2 separate regions of the Gossypium arboreum genome follow, and region 2 is linked to region 1. A link is a contact called in public Hi-C data. All regions are on one chromosome and are shown on one strand. Each heading gives the region's core, a stretch centred on a gene start, on an enhancer-like site or on the middle of the called end of the contact. The rest is flanking DNA. Distances are from core to core; before and after follow the strand shown. Region 1 holds the start of LOC108466551 (homeobox-leucine zipper protein HOX3). Region 2 holds the start of LOC108467083 (mitogen-activated protein kinase 17-like).

The links. Hi-C and Micro-C count contacts between places; a contact is called where the count stands out from the background.
Region 2: a contact with region 1 is called in a Hi-C map of leaf, with 4 times the contacts expected there. The contact joins the promoter of LOC108467083 here to the promoter of LOC108466551 in region 1. A contact is called at or near these places in 2 of 5 Hi-C or Micro-C datasets (both in leaf).

The regions. Positions count from the first base shown.
Region 1 is chr2:72,374,625-72,378,197 of ASM2569848v2, forward strand. It overlaps LOC108466551 (homeobox-leucine zipper protein HOX3), which reads right to left and starts at 1,453. Exons shown (of 4, transcript XM_017766920.2): 1 at 1,158-1,453; 2 at 698-894; 3 at 465-544. The coding sequence starts at 1,245.
Region 2 is chr2:72,933,958-72,937,566 of ASM2569848v2, forward strand. LOC108467083 (mitogen-activated protein kinase 17-like) reads right to left here and starts at 1,457. Exons shown (of 11, transcript XM_053024998.1): 1 at 1,140-1,457; 2 at 1-294. The coding sequence starts at 291.

The DNA of each region.
Region 1 (3,573 bases), core at 203-2,702:
TTTTACAGTGACAACGTGGTGTTGTAATATATAGCTTGCTTTTAATTACTCTAATAAAATGTATATCACAGAGTGATAGTGATATATCAACGTCCAAAGACAACCGTTTTGTCAGGGAAATGACAAGAGAACCCCATAAAAATGAATCTAAGCTTTGAGAAACAGGCCTAAGACTGATTAGCATCATAAATTATTATATCTCTAATAACTAAACCTTTGAAACAAAATCTTTCGTTCAAATATTTCTACCTATATCATTAGTGTGAGAAAAAAATACCGATGGAATTATTGATTTAGTTTTTATTTATTCTGTTATATATATATCTACCCTAAGCTACTTTAGTAACACCCACCAACGAAATAATGATTCATTGAAAAGGAAAAAAAAAGAATGAGAATTCATTTAAATGTAAAAAAATATATATTAATTTATGTATATGCATAGGTGTATACGTATAGGGTACCTGGCCCTACGGTTCTGGAACCAAACTTCAACCTGCCTTGGCCTAAGCTTCAGCTGCAAAGCCAATGCCTCTTTCTGCTTCTGAAAACACAAAAATCCAAAAAGACATTAAATGAAAGAAATGGTGTGATGGATTTATGGGGTATTTTTTATGTTAAAAGAGGGAAATTGTTAGTTTGGTGTTAATTAATAAGTTTGGAAAGGGTAGGGTACTAGTTTGAAATTTTTACATACAGGGTTTAGGGTATGGTTTAGTCTGAAACTTTCTTCTAGAAGGCGAGACTGTTCTTTTGTAAGACGAAGCTTTTTTCGAGGAGGGGCACCATTATTGCAGCTTTCTTCTTCATCTTCCATGCTTGCTGTGATCCATTCATCTTCTGCTGGTACTTGGTTTATATCCAAATCTCTCACCGTACAACCCCCTTGATCACCTTTAACGTAATATTAAAAAGAAACGAGGTAAATAAATCAAATTTGATGCAAAATCAATCTATCTTCATCACCCTCTTCATCACCCATGGGGACGACCATCTTAAAAAGCATAAGAAAAAAAAGAAAAAAACATTTTTCTCGAAACCATGCATGGAATCCGGGTATAGCATAAGATCAAAGACTGATGATACTAAAAGGTTTGACATATGTGTGTATGTCTATGTTTATCAGTATTAAGAAGCAAACAATATTTTTGGCTTACCAGAAGAAGGGAAAGAAGGGGAAGAAGCGAAACCAGGAACAGATATCGTCAACTCCAAGTGTGAAGAACCGGTGGGTAAAACCGCCATGAAAGTTGCAGAAGAACAAAGAAGAGAAAGATAACGATTGATTTTAAGGAGATAAAAGGTAAAGTTTATAAAAAAGATAAAAATAAATAAATAAATAAAAGGGAAACAAAAGGAGACAAATAACAAGCACAAGAATATGAAAAGAAACGAAAGGAGGAGGAAAAAGATGGGGAGATGGTGTGACAGATATAAAAGTCTTAAGTAATAAATAGATACAGTAAATGAATAATAAAAATATTTTAATGAGGAAAAAGGAAAGCAAAATAAAAATATTATAATTAGCTAGGGTTTTTGACTGTGGTCGTCAAAGTCAAAGGCCTGACCCCATCTGATGTGAGACACGTATCATATCAGATAGATATTGGAAAATCTTAGGTGGTGTAGTACAATAAGGGGTATGTTTCGCTGTTTATAAAATGAGGAGTCTCATTGTTGGGTTCAAAAGTCAGCTTAAAATGATTGGGAGCTTAGACCGGGGAGCCTATTGGTTTGGGGGTGCCCTTCCTATACCCTACACCTCAGCCTCGTTACATCTTCATGGTGATGGAGGCATCTGGGCCATTCATTTGCCTGACCTTTTTGGTGATCAATGAATGATTTTAATAATCAGAAAGTGTCAAATGAATAATTATTGCGAGGATGGGGCAAATTAATGATGTTGGAAGGGTGTACAGAGGAATTGTAACGTATTAGATCATAAATGCAAAAGGGAGAAGAATGGGGAAACAAATTAACAGACATTAAATGGGAGGGAGGAAACAAGGGGTAAGGGCTGGGTAAGCCTAGGACTATTTTTGTTTTATGTTTTTAGGGATCCCTCTCACTCTTCTTTATTACTTCTACCTTTTTACACCCATACTTAATTGTACAACAATTATTAACTTGAATATTTCTCTCAAAACTTTCCATTTATTTGGTAAGTTTCATCCATTAATGGAAAAAGACGTTATTCAATGTTTTGTGGAGTTGGTAAGTATAATAACAAATTAGGTAACTATATCATTAATCATCTACCTCTTTCATTATAGTTATTTAAGCATTGAATCTCTAACGTTATATTATATTTCGTCTAATTTTTAATTTATTTTTATTTTAGTTATCTAAAATATCTTCTTTTAAGTATTGGAGTAAAAAAACATTAAATACAAATTATAATAAAGCATTAAAATTTGTCTTTACTCCTTACCGAAAATTTTATTTTTATATTGAAAATTTAAATTTTAAAACATCAAAATCAATTGAATAAAGTGTTGAAAATTTTATATCCATTGATGGTATAAGAGGATGTGTTACTACAATATTCAAATTAATTAATTAATTTAATCTTCTTCTAAAATTTAAAATTTATTTTATGTTCCCAAATTAAAATTAAAACAAATAACTCATCTTTAATAATTGTCTACAAAACCTAAATTTCTTTTGATTATATGATATTGAATCTTCCATGCTAAGCTAAAAGAAAAGAAAAATCATTACAATTAATTTAATTAATTAATTTTATCTTCCATACCAAAAAAAATCCATAATTATTTTCATCATTTCTTTAATTAATTTAATTAATTGCAATATTTCCTTTTAGCATGAAAAATTCAAAATATATAATAATAAAATTAAGTTTCCTAGACAATTATTAAATATGAATTATTTGAGTTGATTTCGTTAAAGATATTTTGTAAACATAAAATAAATTTTAAAATTTTAAAATAAATTAATTTAATTAATTTCAATATTATAGTAACAAATCCATTAAAATTATCAATAGATAAAATGTTTTAACAATTTATTTAACTGATTTTGATATTTTGAAATTTAAAATTTCAATATTAAAAAATAGAATTTTCAGCAATGAGATAAATAAATACAATTCAACACAATTTTAATGCATTATGTTAGCTTTTACCGCTTTTCAATTTAATCCTTATTTTTTACCCGATCAAGACTTTAAAAATATTTTTTAATGACCAAAATTAAAGAGACCTAGATATTAGATGACTAAAATGAAAGTATAAATATGATGAGAACATAATTTAGCATGTATTGTTAGCATCGTTAAGGATTTAACACTTGTAACTAAAATAAAATACCCTAAGAATTATGTGATAAAATTGTTTTTTTACCAAAATAAAAGCACACCAACCAAATTTATAATTAATAAATGTGACGTAATAATTATTCATCTCATTTCTTAAAACATATAGATGGAGATTTAATCCTCTTATAAAATAACTCATCAATTACCATTTCATATGACATCCACATAAAACTAAAAGAATTAATACAATAGCGGTGAATTACTCCGATATTGAAAAAGAAAATCTAATTAATACG
Region 2 (3,609 bases), core at 207-2,706, 560 kb after region 1:
AAAAACAACAAATATATCTTTAAATTCTCGACTACATGGAGGAAGCATTATGTGTTTTATTTGAACTATATCCGGATGTCGCAGCAACCGTAGGAGTTTGATCTCTCTAAGAATGCGAATTGCATCAGGGGTGTGCTCAAAGATATTGGTCATCTTCTTAATAGCCACTTTCTCTCCAGTGTGAGTATCTATAGCAGATGCAACCACACCATAACTTCCTCGGCCGACTACATCTGTTATTTCATATTGACTTGCTTCACCATATTCAGTGAAAAAGTCTTTGTCAAACATTTCCTGATCAAAAAAAGAATCCATTAGGTTCCATGTTAAACAAAATCAATATGAAAAGCTTACACTTTGAATGGGTTCACAACATATTTGAAGTAATACAAAAATGTACATGAAACTACCTAGCATAGAATTAGATGTTAATCTTCTAAGTACTGGAAATCTATGGATTTGATTTTCAAATACTGTACTCGAATCTGTAGATTTGGTTCGAATTTGAATTCGAATAGATCCTATCATAATCTTTCGAATGTATAGATATATCAGATTTTTACTCATATTTTTATATAGTGACTATGCCCATCCTCATAGTTCGTGGAAAAAATGAAATCCAAATTCACTGTCATAAAATCCTATAATCAAATAAGGAAAACTTGTTTTCTATGGTGACCTCTAGCAACCCTAACTTCTCAATTGGATGCAAATATTAGTATATTAAACCAAGAAAAAGACAAAACCAAACACATCAAAGATGATTCTTTTTTCATCTATTTCCAAAATTTCAAAATATTAGAATAAAAGCCATGTCTAGAGAATGTTTAGGACTTAAAAAATAATTTAATTAATAAATAAAGAATCTGAGAAAGGAAATTCCAGCAGACAAATTCCTAGTTATTATTAAAAGTCAAGAGAAGAAATTCAACTAAAAGAGCTTGTAGGTAAAAACCACTTCATTTTCAAGTCATTTTCGTCGCTAAAAGTTCCATTATATGAGCAAAACTTCAAACCTCCATATCACTCATCAAATAGACATTCAAACTCCCCAAAAAGAAAAGCAAAGAAAAAAAAAACCATAACTCATTGAAATAAAAACAGATAATTTAAGCGGTTACAGAGCAAAAAGAAATTACCCTTTTCTTTCGGGGGCAAACGAATCCAAGGCTGCAGCTGAAGCTTGAAGATTGATGATAAAGAGGTTCAAATAAATGCGGAGACAAGATATGAAATTGATGACAAGAGCTTCAAATAGACGCTGAAACCACAGAACAGATATGAACTGCTCAAATAACACCTCCACCACCTTATACGTAGAAATACAGCACCAGTAGGCGTATTTTATACGTGCATATACTATCTATCTTGAATCCAGTGGGGTTGGATGTTGACAAAACGAACAACTTGGTCATGTTAAGTATTTATATTAAATATATAGGGTAGATAACAATTATCATTTAGCTGTTTTCTATGAATGAACCCTTTCACGTTTCAAGAAAATCCACAAAAAATCTATTCACCAAGTAAATTTTAAATAAAAACACAATTATATTTTTGTTATTTTTATTGTTTTAATTGCAAAATTTATTTAGAGAAATAATTCGTTTTTGCTTACGTAAGTACTGTATACGTCTTTTCATTGACTTGTCACCATCTTGATTAGCATTTTAGGGTTGATTGGAGCTTTTTTATTATTATTTTAATTCCATTTCAAGTTTTTCCTTTAATTTTTCTAATTTTTACTTTTTAATTGAATTAATTCATATTGTTTCAAGATTTTTTATTTTTAATTAATGTTTTTAGTTAATAAATATGTTATCAAATTTTATTTTTAATTGATATTTTTAATTAACAATTCTTTTATTTATATAAATAAAATATAAATATGTAATTATATAATTAAAATATATATATTTATATATTATTATGTTAAATATTTTTTCTCTTGGGCTTGTGCTCAAGCGTCCTACCATGTGGGAGTCCACTTATATTTACCGTACATATATACGTGTGGGGACTACTGAAAAAAAAGTTAGTTTTCTTTTGGTGTACCGATAAAATCTAAGAAAAGAGAAGTGGGCGAGAAAAAAATGGTTCTTTGTACACAAATCAACCTTTGTATTTTCCTTTACCGGAGGTTGATTTAATGTTCGTTGGAGCTTATTTTTTTATAGTAGGTAGTAGACTCAAAATTTTTTAATGTGTACAGATTTTTTTTTTGGCTACTGTAACTTTGGGTTTTTAGCTTTTAAAGTCTAACATCTTTTTGATAATATTTTTAACTTTTCTCTTAAAGTTTACTTAAGCTTATTTGTTTATAGTTTGAATTGTAAACTTTTTATTGTGGCGGATTGTGATCTTGTAAAAAGGACTTTCTAGTCATGTGGTTTTTATCATTTGCTTTAAAAGGATTTTTTACTAAAAATTATTTCTCGATTTATTAGTTTTGCTTGCGATATTGTGGTTGATTTGCACAAATTGTTAATATATTGTGTTATTGGGTTTGTCATAATTACTGAATTGATTTTTCGGGAGCAAAAGAATATCAATTGTGCTTTCGCATTGTTTCATTGGGTTTGGTTTCGTTTAAACAAACTAGTATCAAGAGCTTAGTTATCATGTTTGGTAATCATGAAAATTAGTACTAGTAAGATGATTATGTTAAATGACATAAATTATCAACTTTGGCAAAACAAAATGAAAGATATTTTGTTTGGGAAAGCTTTACATTTTCGTATTTTTGCTACTCAAAAGCCCGAGTCAAAAACTATTGAAAAGTGAGAATTTGAGCATAAGTAAGTGTGTGGTTTTATTCAACAATTTGTTAAAGAGAATGTTTATAACCAGTGATCAAGAGACACATGTGGGCACATTGTGAAACAAGCTTGAAAACTAGTATGCTTTGAAGTTTGGCAATAACAAGTTGTCCAATCTTTTAAAGACTTCAACTGTTATGTTTCTTGTACTTCATTTTACTGTTGAATGTTTATCTACACTTTTCTTTTAGGTTTTATAGAGTAAATATTCAATCTTTCATCTTTTCTCAAGCTTTATGTTAATGGCTGTCATTTCCTTTTCTTGCTTCTTTGCTACCTTAGATTTTAGCATGGATAACTAAATTATAAGGGGGTTGGTTGATGGAGACGTAGGTAAGTTGATTTTTGGATGAGGGACTGAATTGTAAATAAATTGAACTAAATCGAATAAATTTAAAAATTTAGGATTGATTCCCTAAGGGAAAACCAAAATAAGTGAGACCAAGAGAAGATCTTATTGGACACCAATTTGATAAGTCTCAGGTTTAATAAGCTATAAAAGTAACATATTTTAATCTCATTCTTAATGCGTTTTTGAATGATTAATTATGCAAATTAGTGAATATGATACTCCTAATACTTTAAATTCATATTTTTATACTTAAGAAGCATTTGGGAGCGAAAGAAGCGAAGAAAGAGCCAAAATCAGACAAAAAGAGCTATTTTCAGAATCCACAAGGGTTGGGCACATGCCCCTGTGAGCCATACAGGTTGGCCATACGCCCATGTGCCAGCCCGTGTCGATTTTGCACTCTGCTTCCCAAATACGCTGAAAAATTTAGGCTTTCTA